Regions from separate parts of the Mus musculus genome. Here regions 2 and 3 are each linked to region 1. A link is a contact called in public ChIA-PET and promoter capture Hi-C data. All regions are on one chromosome and are shown on one strand. The core of a region is the stretch at or near the end of the contact, and the rest is flanking DNA. Distances in the headings are between cores, read along the strand shown. Region 1 holds the start of Rnasel (ribonuclease L (2', 5'-oligoisoadenylate synthetase-dependent)). Region 2 has its middle 37 kb from the start of Rgs8. Region 3 overlaps Npl (N-acetylneuraminate pyruvate lyase).

What was found. Promoter capture Hi-C pulls out the DNA fragments that hold promoters and counts their contacts. ChIA-PET counts read pairs in DNA pulled down with a chosen protein or histone mark.
Region 2: a contact with region 1 is called in an RNA polymerase II ChIA-PET map of effector CD8 T cells, with 186 read pairs. The contact joins the enhancer-like site here to the promoter of Rnasel in region 1. A contact is called at or near these places in 18 of 39 promoter capture datasets (3T3-L1-derived adipocytes, the C10 cell line, the HPC-7 cell line and 11 more), 9 of 484 Hi-C or Micro-C datasets (the C10 cell line, CD8 T cells, the HPC-7 cell line and 5 more), 22 of 115 datasets of contacts at active chromatin or transcription factors (the 230-238 cell line, CD8 T cells, the HPC-7 cell line and 16 more) and 5 of 9 other capture datasets (adipose tissue, embryonic stem cells, liver and 2 more).
Region 3: a promoter capture Hi-C map of the HPC-7 cell line shows a contact between it and region 1. The contact joins the enhancer-like site here to the promoter of Rnasel in region 1. A contact is called at or near these places in 25 of 39 promoter capture datasets (the 3T3-L1 cell line, 3T3-L1-derived adipocytes, the C10 cell line and 16 more), 2 of 15 datasets of contacts at CTCF or cohesin (large pre-B cells and pro-B cells), 30 of 484 Hi-C or Micro-C datasets (B cells, the Ba/F3 cell line, the G1E-ER4 cell line and 12 more), 31 of 115 datasets of contacts at active chromatin or transcription factors (the 230-238 cell line, CD8 T cells, the HPC-7 cell line and 18 more) and 5 of 9 other capture datasets (adipose tissue, embryonic stem cells, liver and 2 more).

Annotation. Positions count from the first base shown.
Region 1 is chr1:153,747,770-153,752,137 of GRCm38.p6, reverse strand. Rnasel (ribonuclease L (2', 5'-oligoisoadenylate synthetase-dependent)) reads right to left here and starts at 2,712. Exons shown (of 9, transcript NM_011882.2): 1 at 2,531-2,712; 2 at 79-279.
Region 2 is chr1:153,613,889-153,618,724 of GRCm38.p6, reverse strand. No RefSeq gene overlaps it. Among named protein-coding and RNA genes, the nearest start is that of Rgs8, 37 kb to the left of the region's middle. Within about 2 kb of position 1,309, at least 30 of the 459 cell types and tissues checked have an H3K27ac peak or open chromatin away from gene starts, as enhancers often do. A contact at or near this core is called in the 230-238 cell line, CD8 T cells, Th1 cells and 7 more, where this site is marked.
Region 3 is chr1:153,515,687-153,520,643 of GRCm38.p6, reverse strand. It overlaps Npl (N-acetylneuraminate pyruvate lyase), which reads left to right. Exons shown (of 12, transcript NM_028749.1): 7 at 1,669-1,761. Among named protein-coding and RNA genes, the nearest start is that of Dhx9, 31 kb to the right of the region's middle. Within about 2 kb of position 1,858, at least 2 of the 459 cell types and tissues checked have an H3K27ac peak or open chromatin away from gene starts, as enhancers often do. A contact at or near this core is called in the HPC-7 cell line, where this site is marked.

The DNA.
Region 1 (4,368 bases), core at 1,463-3,962:
CTCTTCATCCTTGCCCCGACCCAGGCTGAGAGAGATTAGGCAAGGAACACCTCCACAGCCAGCTCTCCTCTAGCCTACCTTCTACTCCTCTTCTCAGCAGGCATTCCTTTGGCTGCAACAACCCCTACAGAAAATGCTTCCTTGTGGTGAGTCGCTGAGCCATCAGGGAGGAGCCAAGAAAGGAGTGAGAAAACGGAAGAACAGAAGTCATGGGTGCAGCGTCAATCCGGGCACAGCCTGAGCAATCTTCACCTCCTGGAGGAAGACAAGGGCTGTCCCCTGACCTCAGAGGACAGATATGATAGGCTTGTGCCTTCTCTGTTATCACAAGTCGCCTGTGTTCTTGGAAGGAAACAAGGAAATGAACGCACAATCTACTATGTAGCCATCTTGTCTTAGAATTTACTGCTGTGAACACACACCATGACCAAGGCAAGTCTTATAAGGACATTTAATTAGGACTGGCTTACAGGTTCAGAGATTCAGTCCATTATCATCAAGGTGGGAGCATGGCAGTGTCCAGGCAGGCATGGTGCAGGAAGAGTCGAGAATTCTACATCTTTATCTTCAGGCTGCTAGGAAAAGACTTGCTCTCAGGTAGCTAGGATGAGGGTCTTAAATCCCATGCCCACAGTGACACACCTACTCCAACAAGGCCTCACCTCCTAATAGTGCCACTCTGTGGGGTAAACATAGTGTCTTAGTTAGGGTTTTACTGCTGTGAACAGACACCATGACCAAGGCAAGTCTTAATAAAACAACATTTAATTGGGGCTGGCTTACAGATTCAGAGGTTCAGTCCATTATCATCAAGGTGGGAGCATGGCAGTATCCAGGCAGGCATGGTGCAGGCAGATCTGAGAGTTCTACATCTTCATCCAAAGGCTGCTAGTGGAAGACTGACTTCCAGGCAACTAGGGTGAGGATCTTATGCCCACACCCACAGTGACACACCTATTCCAACCAGGTCACACCTATTCCAACAAGGCCACATCTCCAGATGGTGCCACTCCCTGGTCCAAGGATATACAAACCATCACACATAGTCAAACCATCCCACAGCTAATACATGGCAGGCAGAGAGTCTTTTGCCAGTGATGACTGTAAGTGCTGCTTGGACTACAGTAGCTTACTACAAAATTCCAAAGCTCTGGGCAGAGCTTGCTCCTGATGCAGAGAAGGAATGTGTGTGTGTGTGTGTGTGTGTGTGTGTGTGTGTGTGTGTGTGTGTGTGTGTGTGTGTGTGTGCATTACATGCTGTGTGTGTTTGGGCAGGCTGATGGAGGTCAGAAGACAACTTTGGGTGTCAGTTCTCTGCTTCTTCCTGTACACCCTTCCAGGGCTCAAACTCAGGTCACCGGGCTTGTCTGGCAAGCACCTTTGCCTGCTGAGTCTCTAAGTACATTTAAAAGAAAAGGCGTATAATAAGATTTCTAGGTATGAAGTAGTCCCTGGCAGTCCCTATTCCTATGGGCTTCGTGGGTGCCTCGATATATCCCGCCGTTTCTGGTCTGTCTTCCTGTGTGCTATTTTGCTACCTGAACAGATAATAGTAACAAGGATTATGGTGGTGGTGGTGGTGGTGGTGTGGCAGCAGTTATGCTAAGGACAGAAAACATTTGTATAGCTCTTGAGTGTACTTCAGGAACTGTTCTGAGCACTTCACAAATACCAACCCAGGGATGCAAATCTTGTGATAGCTACTGCTTTTCACCCCCACTTTACAGCTAGAGAATCCAGGGAACAAAGCGGGTAAGTAGCTTGCTGTGCTTTGGAAACTGGGCTACATCACAGAGAAGGACGCTCCTGCCTTCGTTATCATTGAAGCCAGATGGGGAACCAAACAACTGCATCTTGTGCTGTATCTTATGATGAAAACCCCACAGGGAAGAGTTAAGCAGATGTGGAGGGGCCGTTAGAGTACTGGGATGGGAGTCCCTGAGACGCAGGCAGTCAGTAAAGTGTTTCCTTTATGAGTTATGGGAGGATGGGGTTTACTGACTTTCCCCGTGGCCTGTTCAGCTTGTTTTCCTTCTATAACTGAGGACCACCTGCTCAGAGGTGACACCACCCACATTGATTATTAATCAAGAAAATGCCCCCCAGGAACATGCTAACAGGCCCAGCTAGTGGGGACAATTCCCCAGTTAAGGTTCCCTCTTCCAGGTGACTTCCAGTTTGTATCTAGTTGAGAAAAACTAACCAGCTGTCCGACCACCACAGCTCTGAGCTGGCACTCTAAAGCTGTTCTGTTTTTGACGGCCACCTGAGCCACAAGTCACGTATGAGTCATCGAAGGGTTACTAATTGGAGTGCCTACACTGTTACCTTTAACCTAGACTGTTAGAATTAGGCACCCAGTGCCAGCCCAGAGCAGGTGACATTAGTTTGTCCTGAGCAGACGAAGTGACAAAGACTCCTAGAGAACACTGGCTCTCCGCCCCACCCAGAGCAGCTAGCTTGTGTTCAGGAAGCTTGCCTGTCATAAACAAATAAGAACTCCGCCCAGAAACCTCTGAGCCTTGCTTACATACGTGATCCTGACAGGCTTGGGGTGGCAGGAATGATCTGGGGTGCGAGGAAACAAAGACTCGTGCGCAACTGGATGCTGTTCGGAAGCAAGAGAAATTCCGCGAAGGACACTTTCACTGTTGTTTTCTAGGAACCAGACAGAACAAAGAGGAGCTTTGCCACAGAAAGCAGAAATCACTCAGATTAGCCAGCAGAGGGCGACGTTCAGCTACTTTTGGTCTTCATTCAGTTCCCTTGTTTGTGTCTTGTTCCCCCAAGGTCATGGGATGGCTACTCTAATTGTTGCCGATTTCCATGGGGTTGTTTGTGTCTGGGGGAAGTAATTCATACCGCCGCTGAGCGGAGCTGCCAGGGCCGTCTTGCTCACCCGTATGTGTGTTCCCTCATATTTAGAGTTGAGCCACAGTTGATATGTTGGAGAATAGGTTCCGCTTACAAGAACCAGCTAGTCCGAATGGGTCGTTTTGAAAAGCTAAGTTTCATTTCCCGCATCCTGGAACCTTCTCCCTAGAGAAGAGCTTTAAACAACCCAGAGCAGACCCCGGAGTCGTTGAAGATCTAACCGATTTGTAAGAGGTAAGGCTGGCGCGCTGGTTTGTTACTTTTTATTTATTTTTTATGATTTCCAAAGCCCAATTCTAAAAATGATTTGAGGCCACTTATAATACAAAATGTGCCTATAATAAAATCCTAAACTATAAACACATAAAGGATGAGAGACCCAGTAATTAACAGAGGAAGGCATCCATCAGATTCCACCAGAAAACTCAACTCTGGATCAAGGCCAGGGCAGGAAGTATAAGTCCCCCTTGTGAAGAAAACACAGTAATTCTTTAGCTGTCACATCACGTGAGCATGGGGGGAGGGGCACCTGGTACCAGCTGTCTGCTTTGGGGAGGGACAAATGCTGGGACAGATCTGCATGGAGGAGGACAGATCTGTATGACAGGAGAGTCTAAGACAGGAACCATGACTTCCCTTGGACCATCTTGAACCAAAGATCTCTTCTGGGTGGGATTTAAACTTTGAAGGAATAATTTACCAAGGGTAGACAGCAGGCACAGGAGTGAGTGGGAAACCTGGACTGGATACACGGAGAGGAAACAAACGGCCAACGCAAATGTAAGGGCATTTTCCCTCTTCCTCCTGAACCACTTCCCACTGTGGTATCCTCGATCCTTCCTTTGACCAAAAAGAACATCAGACTTCCGGCTCACATCCAGACTCGCACTTAGCTTACCAAACCCTTCTGGGAACTTGGGTAGAAGCCAGTGCTGTAACGTTGTACCAGTAGAAGGTTGACCTTCTCCTATCTGCAATGTGTGAGTGGTCTGGGCTGGCTGCTATGCAGCTCCAGCTGACTGGTATCTCTTTACATTTATTGGAGTGATTCACATAAACGCTCTGGCTTCTATGTCTTTAATGTTATAGGATTCTTACAGGAATTACAGGAATTAACATATGCCGAGTATTTAGAGCAGTATCTGCCGCAGACAAGTGTTTGCTGTTTTTGAGCATGTCACCAAGCCGTCTAACACACACTTTTCACACATTTTCTGTCATCACAAAACCTCTCTGAAGCCAATACTATTTATAGTCACATTTTATAATACAAAGTGAGAGCCTGAGAAATTGAGAAACATACTGATTAGCAACCTGCAGACACCAGATTAAAGTCAGTCGTGTGGCTCTAAATATTGCTCCATGCTTTCTGTGAGCTGTCCTGTGAATGGCTAAAATGAAAATTCTCCCTTAAATGGGTGCTTGATGTAAAAAGAAAAAAAAATTTTTTTAAAGATCCACAGATTCTTGCTTTACTCAAAGTCTAAGTCAGTG
Region 2 (4,836 bases), core at 60-2,559, 130 kb after region 1:
AGCCTGATAAACAGCTTCAATAAAGTAGCTGGATATAAAATTAACTCAAACAAGTCAATGGCCTTTCTGTACACAAAGGATAAACAGGTTGAGAAAGAAATTAGGGAAACAACACCCTTCTCAATAGTCACAAATAATATAAAATACCTTGGCGTGACTCTAACTAAGGAAGTGAAAGATCTGTATGATGAGAACTTCAAGTCTCTGAAGAAAGAAACTAAAGAAGATCTCAGAAGATGGAAAGATCTCCCATGCTCATGGATTGGCAGGATCAATATAGTAAAAACGGCTATCTTGCCAAAAGCAATCTACAGATTCAATGCAATCTCCATCAAAATTCCAACTCAATTCTTTAACAAATTAGAAAGGACAATCTGCAAATTCATCTGGAATAACAAAAAACCTAGGATAGCAAAAACTCTTCTCAACAATAAAAGAACCTCTGGTGGAAAAACCATGCCTGACCTAAAGCTGTACTACAGAGCAATTGTGATAAAAACTGCATGGTACTGGTATAGCAACAGACAAGTAGACCAATGGAATAGAATTGAAGACCCAGAAATGAACCCACACACCTATGGTCATTTGATCTTTGACAAGGGAGCAAAAACCATCCAGTGGGAAAAAAAACAGCATTTTCAACAAATGGTGCCAGCCAGTTTTCATAACAGACTCCAGTTTCTGAACTGCTCACTCAATTCCTGTCTCTTCTGAAAGGCATGTCTCTTTGAATTTATTTGATCACTTTAATACTGGTAAACACTTAAATACTTTATTCACAATACTAAATATATGATTAATACTTAAATATTTTTTTATTAAACTCATCTTTAAAAAAACAACAGATCTACACCAAAAAGCTTTCTCTAGATTTTTCTTCTTTTGCTTCCGTTGTCTTCCCTTGGGCCTACACATTTCTATTTTAGAGTACCAGAAATTACAAATATGTTTTTGAGAATGACTGTGTCTAACCACAGACCATCATCGGAAAATGACTAGTCATAAAAGTGGCCTACATGGCATAAATTCGAAAGCTCTTTCACTAAACATCTTGTCTAATGTGCTATGTGGTCTTGAGTCCCTACTATGTAGGAGTGTATAACAGTTAAGGTAGAAGCTTCCGGTTTGCTGCTGAAACTGTGTAACGGGTAACACCTCACCTCCTTCTCAATCTTCCATTGGTTCCTTTGTGGCTACCAAAAAGTTCTAAAGTTTCCAAAACCCACTCGGTCTGTTCAACATTGTGCCCGTGACCATCATTTGACAGGCAGGAGGACCACAGCACTTCTGAGTTCTGCGCATGCCCAGTGCATCCTTCCTGTTCTGGGGTTCCCTCTCTGCTCCGTCCTGTGAGCTTATCAACAGAAAACATCGAGCACTGCTTGGTAGCACTTCAGTTCCACCTTGGCTTATTGGTTACTTTTTTCTCACTTTGTGCAGAAAAGCAACTTAAGGAAGGAAGGACTTCTTCTGGCTTGCAGTTGGAGAGTTAGTCCGTCGTGACAAGTTAGACTACAGCAGCTCAATTAGAGCGTTGGCGACAGAAAGAAGTGTGTGTTGTCTGGTCACAGAGACATATCTCCTAGGTGATTCTAAATCCAGTTATGATGACAATCAAGAGTCACCATCACACATGGTTATAATTGTATATACACATAAATATGTACATATATATATATACTTCCACACCTACGTGCACATGTATTTATACTTTTAATCCTCTTGATTTAGTAAGAACTCCTCTGCTTTGAAGTAACAGAGCCAGCACTGGCAATGTGACACTGAGTGATGTGAGCTTGATCCCTAGTATTCCTATGGAGGAAGGAGAGAATGGATAGAATGGATTTCTACTCATGGTCCTCTGCCTCTCACATACAGGCCATAATAACACATCTGCACACACACACATCATAATAATAAAAATTTAAAGAATAAAGAATTAGGGGGTTGGAGAGATAGCTCAGTGGTTAAGAGCACAGACTGCTCTTCCAGAGGTCCTGAGTTCAAATCCCAGCAGCCACATGGTGGCTCACAACCATCTGTAATGAGATCTGACGCCCTCTTCTGGTGTGTCTGAGGACAGCTGCAGTGTACTTACATATAATAAAGAGATAAATCTTTTTTAAAAATTAGATTAACAGCTCACGTTGCTCCTGCATTTCACAAATACTTATTTAGTGCCTACCACGCACCAGGTTCTAGGAGTTGGGATGACCTGAAGAGAAGGGAAAAGGGAAGAGCTCGTGTAACTGAAAAGCTAACTTCAATGCTGGTTATAACTGGATCTAAGGATGCCATCAAAATTACTCTCTCCCACTTCCCCTCTCAAAGGATGCTTCTCTTATCTCTACTTTTGTTGGGCATGCTTTAGTCTCCATCACCCAGAATGACTGAAATGGCCACAGCTGCCATTTCAGCCATGCTGTCAAGAGCCAAGGAAAGAAGAGTGGTTTTCTGCACCTAGGGAAAGGGCATTTTAGGGACTTGCTGAAGGCAAGCTGAGACAGGAATAGTGTGGACTACTCCGCGTGTCTCTCAGTCACGTTCCTGTGTGCCAGGAAGCTTCTGGCCCTCTGGAAGGTGTCTCTAGGTGTCACCCAACCAGTCACACCAAAACTTAATACTTTTCAAAAGTATTTGAAATCAAGGAAGACCCGGGCAGAGGCTGCGGCTTGGCTGCTGAGGTGGGAGTGGGGAGAACCAAGTCCTGTAAGTTATCCTCTGACCTCACACACTGCCCATGACACACTGCACACATCACTACGTAACATGCTGAAGTTAACTTTGGCAGTCAGTCTCCTACAAAATGTCTCTCCTTTACCAGCATGTTGCTCTCCAACACACACACACACACACACACACACACACACACACACACACACACTTGGGGGAGGGGGAAACTCAGTTGATAGAATGCGTCCCTGAAATGCTAGTGAGATGGGCCACTCATTAATGCAATAAGACTCAACCAAGCTCCATTATTGCAGGTAAAAGAAGGATACGCTGGTTGAGCTTTTAAAATAAAATAGCATGACTCCATTATCAAAACGTTAAACTAGCAATTTACGAAAAACATTTATGTATACACATTTCAAACGGTGCAGGGTGGAAGAAATCATGAATAAGTTGTGAACACTTAGTTACAAGGTAACATCTGCCTCTGCTTCTGAAACCACTAGGAGTTCCTGTGTATCCTTCCTTCCTGCATCCTTCATCCTTCCTTCCTCCTTTCCTCCCTTCCTTCCTGTATGGATGTCCCTCGTGTGTGTATGTCTGTACAACACATACCTGCTGAGTGAGCGTCTGGTTGGGGGGAGGGGGGAGTGGAGCATCAGAGCCCCAGAGACTAGAGTTACAGATAGTTGTGAGTCCCCATGTGGTTCTGGGAATCAAACCCAGAGCCTCCACAAGAACAGCTCTGCTGGTTTCTTTTGGTTTGGGTTTGGTTTTGGTTTTAAAAGGATCTCACTATGGAGCCCTGGCTGTCCTGGAACTCACTATGTAGACCCAGCTAGCTTCAAACTCACAGAGCTCTGCTTGTCTCCACCTCTCAAGTACTGGAATTAAAGGTGAGGCCACCATGCCCAGGTTGGTCAGTGATCTTACTCACTGAGCCCTCTCCATCTCTGCTCAGGGTTCTTACCGTCTGGGTGCATCACTGCTGCGGGTGGCTTCTACGCAGCTTGGTGTTTGCAATTTTGACTTAATTGCAGTAAGCTGGGGCTGCCTGTCCTTGGGAAAGAATTTCATTTCTGTCTGTAGAATGCTAATTCCAGAAAAAAATCCTCAGGTTCTTAAAAACTTTTTTTTTTTTAAGAAAACTGCTTTGGGTTTTACTAAGTTTTCCTTTGCAGAATGCTTACAAGCATCCTCTGGCAGCCCCAGATAACCCCCTTCTCTCTTGGGGTGGAGCCAGGTATGTTGCCACCAATCTAAACATTCCTAAAAGATACCATTCTCTGTCATTTCCTCCTCCCCAGCAAAGCCGGAAATTAATGCCTTTGATGGTCATAAAGCCTAAACGTGGCCGCTGTCTACACAGTCCAGCACAGCAGCCTCCTGTGCCGCCAACAACTGTAGCCATGACCTTTGACAAGGGGCTTCTGCTACCTGAGACCTTCCTGGTTGTAGATGACTCACTAGCCTCCCAGGGCCATGTACACCCATCAGCAGTTGGGATGCTAAGATGAATTACACAATAACTTCCTCTCTTGTTCCAATCTTCCTCATCCATCCCCTTTTAGCAACCGATGATGCCAGGATGATGTGATAATGAAACGAAATGGTTTTTATATTTTTTTTTAATTTTGTTTTTGTGTGTAAACATTTTGCCTCTGTGTGTGCATGTGCGTGTGTGTGTGTGTGTGTGTGTGTGTGTGTGTGTGTGTGTGTGTGTTCACATGTATGCCTGGTGCCCACAGAGACCAGAGGAGGGTCTCAGATCCTCTGGAACTGGAGTTAAGAGTGGTTGTGAGACACAGTGTAGGGGGTGGGGACCAAACCTGGGTCCTCCGCAAACGTAGCAAGTGATCTTGCCTGCTGAGCCATCTCCCCAGCCCCAGGTGAAATAACTACTTTTTCATTTTTTTCTTTTCTTTTTATTTTTGAGATTATAATATAATCACATCATTTCTACCTTCCCTTTATTCCCTCCAAACTCTCCTATATATTTCTAGTTGCTTCCTTTCAAACTCATGGCCTCTTATTTTAGAGTTGTTATGTATATGCATGTATGTGTAAATACATAGATACATTCCTAAATATGAGCTGCTTGGTCTGATTAATTTACTCCTCTGTATGTTTTCAGGGCTAACCATTTGGGGTTGGGTAACCAGT
Region 3 (4,957 bases), core at 609-3,108, 230 kb after region 1:
CCACAGTTGAGTCTAGAGATGAGGGGATGAGAACTTTCAAGACTCCACTCTCTCCTTTGTGGATCTCGGGGATCAAACTCAGGTTGTCAGGCTTGAGCTGCAAGTACTTTTACCTGTGTAGCCTTCCCACGGGCCCCAGGCCTTGAACTTCTGATCCTCCTGCCTCAGTCTCCCTGGAAGCTGGGATCACAGGCCTACACTGCCAGGCCCGGCTATAACCTCCCTCTTGAAGCTGATGTCTCTGCTTTTGTAGAACTGTCTGAGTTCTAGCTTCTTGGCTGTGACTCTGGTGCATAGTCTCTGTTGTTGTCATGTAGTCCTCCTGGGGTAAAAGGACGGGAGTCCTCCATGTCGTTTTCTTGGTAATATGTGATGATCATCTTCTACTAATGGGAAAGTATGTGCCTTGTTCTCCACCCCCACCATGATGGTGATCAAACCCAGTCCTTGGGTATGACATGTATACACTTACATCTGAGCTACACCCTTAGTCCGTGTGTGTGTGTGTGTGTGTGTGTGTGTGTGTGTGTGTGTGTGTGTGCATTTACATGTGGAAGCCAGAAGCTGACTTCAGGTATTTTCCTTTTTTACCATCCAAAATATTTTTTGAGACAGGGTTCCTCTGTCACTGGCCTGGAGTTCACTGACTAGCCAAGGATCCACCTGTGTCTACTTGTCAGAGCAAGTATGACAGGCACACACCGTTACGCCTGCTTTTTACTGGGCGCCAAGGATCTGAGCTCAGGTCTTTCTGCCTGTTCGAGAAGCAGGTACTGACTGGGCCATTTCCTAGCCTCCCTGGAACCTTTTCTCTTTTTCTTTTGGTTTTTTGTTTTTTTTGAGACAGGGTTTCACTGTATCTCCCTGTCTGTCCTGGACCTCACTGTAGACCAGGCTGGCCTGGAACTCAGAAATCCACCTGCCTTTGCCTCCCAAGTGCTGGGATTAAAGGTGTGTGCCACCACTGCCTGGCTCTTTTCTCTTTTTCTTTCTTTCTTTTTTTATGTTTTATTTTTTATTTTTACATTTATTTATTGATTCATTTATTTTTTTGAGAAAGGGTCTTACTATGTAGCACTGGCTAGCTAGGAACTTGCTAGTGTATCAAGCTATTGAACTCACAGATGCTCCCCTGCCTCTGCTTCCCAAGTCTGAGTGTTGGGATTAAAGGTGTGCCCCACTCGGCCCAGTGAGAGCCAGTTTTTTAATGGTATACTAGTGTGGTAGGAAAACAATTATCATATTTTTCAGTTTTATTTGTGTGTGTGTGTGTGTGTGTGTGTGTGTGTGTGTGTGTGTGTGTGTGGTCTGCACATATATCTGAACCTGAACCACACAGGCATGCTTGGTTCCCTCAGAGACCAGCAGACCGTGTCAGATCCTCCAGGACTGGAATAGATGGTTGTGAGCCACTGTGTGAGCATAGAAGTCAGACCTGGATCCTCAGCAGGTGCTTGTCATTTCTGGACCATCTCTCCAGCCCCCTTATTTTGACCTTTCTGCAAAAGAAAAGATAAAACTTAAGGCACAGGGATGTTTAGTTGTGTAGTTGAACGGTAGGGTGGTCAGGAATTTCAGCTTTTCAGCTGTCTGCATCTCACTGAACCATTTCCTAATGCAGAAAAGCCACTTGTCTCATTCGTGTTCACGTGACTCCTATTTTTTCAGATGCCCTGATAAGCTTCCTGAGAGAGGTGGCAGCCGCAGCTCCTACTTTGCCATTTTATTACTACCACATGCCTTCCATGACCGGGGTAAAGAGTAAGTATGGTTTCAATTCTATTTATTTTATGTGTATGACTGCAAGTAACTTCCTTGCATGTATGTCTACACCACGTGGGTGTCTGGTGACCATGGATGTCAGAAGAGGACATCAGATTCCCTGGGACTGGAGTTAGAGATGGTCGTGAGAAGCTCTGTGAACAGAGGAAATGAAAGAAGGACCAGTCTTCCTCCCCTGAGCCATTTGTCCAAAACCCAAGTATTGTTTTTGTTTTTTTTTTTTTAATATTTTCTCCAGCTTCCCCATCCTAAGCCTTCCATCAAGAAATTCTACTATGCCTGATAGTGTTGTCACACCTTTAATCCCAGCACTCAGGAGGCAGAGGCAGGTGGATCTCTTGAGGCCAGTCTGGTCTATAGAATGAGTTCCAGGACAGCCAGGGCTCCACAAAGAAACTCTGTCTTGAAAAACAGAACAAATACACAAAAAACGCTCTCCATCCCACCTTACTGGACTAGACAGCTCACTGATGAGGCAGTTAAAATTGCTCCAAAGCAAGCCATCCCATTACCTCAGCCTTCATCAGTCATTCACATCACCTTATTTATATAGAGGCTCTTAGACTTAAAAGAAGAGTTGATAAAATGAGCTGTGGCACACACGCCTGTAATTTTCTGTAGAGACAGGTGGATTGGGTCAGTCTAGGCTGCATGAGATTTCTTCTTTCTTCTTCTTCTTCTTCTTCTTCTTCTTCTTCTTCTTCTTCTTCTTCTTCTTCTTCTTCTTCTTCTTCTTCTTCTTCTTCTTCTTCTTTTTTTTAAAGAATTATTTATTAAGCCGGGCGTGGTGGTGCACGCCTTTAATCCCAGCACTTGGGAGGCAGAGGCAGGTGGATTTCTGAGTTCGAGGCCAGCCTGGTCTACAAAGTGAGTTCCAGGACAGCCAGGGCTATACAGAGAAACCCTGTCTCGAAAAACCAAAAAAAAAAAAAAAAAAAAAAAAAAGAATTATTTATTTATTATATGTAAGTACACTGTAGCTGTCTTCAGACACTCCAGAAGAGGGCATCAGATTTCATTACGGATGGTTGTGAGCCACCATGTGGTTGCTGGGATTTGAACTTGGGACCTTCGGAAGAGCAGTCGACGCTCTTAACCACTGAGCCATCTCACCAGCCCCCTTCTTCTTCTTTTTAAGATTCTCTTTAAAAAAAAAGAGAGAGAGAAATTTTTATTTATTTTCTGCATATTTCTCTTCAGACACACCAGAAGAGGGCATCAGATCCCATTACAGATGGTTATGAGCCACCATGTGGTTGCTGGGAATTGAACTCAGGACTTCTGGAAGAGCAGTCAGTGCTCTTAAGTGCTGAGCCGTCTCTCCAGCCCCATGGAAGAATAAGAAAATTTGATAGGCTAAAACAGAAAGACTGCCATGAGTGGTTGCTGGTGGGGTTAGGCAGCCTAGGCTATAGCATAAACTCTAGGCATATATAGCAACCGCTTTGTATCTCCATATTCATTTAACTGGTTAGTTTTGCCATAATGGGGCTTGAACCCAGGTGTCACTCATACTAGGCAAGTGGTCTGCCACTGAACTGTATCCCAAACCCTCTGCATCTTCTATTAGAAGGTAGGAGACAGTAAATCGCACTGGACAGGAACTGCCTGCACCTTCTCCCTGCTGTAGTCCCAGTGCCTAGCCTGTGGGAGGTGTCTTATCTCCCTGACTTTTCCTCTAGGTTTTTTTTTTTCTTTTGTTGTGTGCATTCTGGACAAATATTCTGCTTCTGAACTACACGTACTTTAACTGTGTGTGCGTGGGCATGCGTGTTTGTGTCCCTGTGTCTGTATCTGTGCGTTGCTCGGGATCAAGCCCAAGGCCTCATGCATGTCCCGCTGTTCCTTTACTCCTGAGAGATCCTCAGCCCAAGGCTATAACCCTCTGAGGAAGAAATGGTCTTCAGTACTTGCTCATACTTACCACCTAACAGAAAGACTTCACCTCTGGTCACCAAACAGTAATGCGCGTAGGGACTTCCCCCTGCCAGCCGTTAGTTCTCCATTGGAGGTGAAGTGTTTAGCTTATGAGTCCACGTCTATCACCGACTACCTGGAGATAGCAGCAGATCCTGCAGGTTGGGCAGCCAGACCCAGCTTATGGCCTTTGCCTCTGACCCGTGGCAGAGTGGGGCTCTCCTAACTCCATCCTTGAGTTTGAATTATTTGCAAGGGCAGCTCATGAGACTCAAAGAAATCCTCTTACCTATTTAAGACCTATAACGGTATGTAGGAAGGGATGCGGGACACTTCCGTGCCCTCTCTAGATGCAGAGGGACCTCCATATGTTCACCAATCCAAAAGCTCTCTGGATCCTCTTTTAAGGGTAAAGACTTTATTATATAGCTGTAATTGATTATGTCATTGGCCATTGATGATTAATTCAACCTTTAGCTCCTCCCCCCTCCTCTAGTCACCAGGTTGGTTCTCCTGTAATGAGCCCCATCCAGAAGCCTGGCTGGTATCATCTCATTGGAACACAAGGTGGCCTAGGAATGGAGATCAGTTTAAAATACCGAGTGCTCACCTCAGATGTGCAAAGTACCACGTGGACAAAGCATGGTAGCGCACACCTAGACTCAGGTAGAAGCAGGAAGACCAGAAGTTCAAAGCTACCCTGGACAGCTGTGTACAGAGACCACCCTAGGTTAGAGTTGACTGTATCTCAAAAAAAGAAAGGAAAAAACAAAAGCCATAGCCACTGGCTATACTGAAACTCACAATGTAGACCAGGCTAGCCTCAAACTCACAGGTCTGCCTGCCTCTGTCTGTCTGTCTGTCTGTCTGTTTGCTTGTTTGAGATAGTCTCAGTATGTATCCCATCCTAGATGGCTCAGACCAGGCTGACCTCAACCTCACAGAAACTGTCTGCTTCTGCCTGTTGACTACTGTTGGGATTACAGTGGGATTACAGGGGTACACCATCTGTGTTTGGCTTTTTAAAAATATTTATCTATTTATTATATGTAAGTGCACTGTAGCTGTCTTCAGACACTCCAGAAGAGGGCATCAGATCTCATTACAGATGGTTGTGAGCCAACATGTGGTTGCTGGGATTTGAACTCAGAACCTTTGGGAGAACAGTCAGTGCTCTTAACCACTGAGCCATCTCTCCAGCCTGTGTTTGGATTTTTAAAGACAGGTTCCTGCCGTGTAGCCATGTAGCCTAGACTGG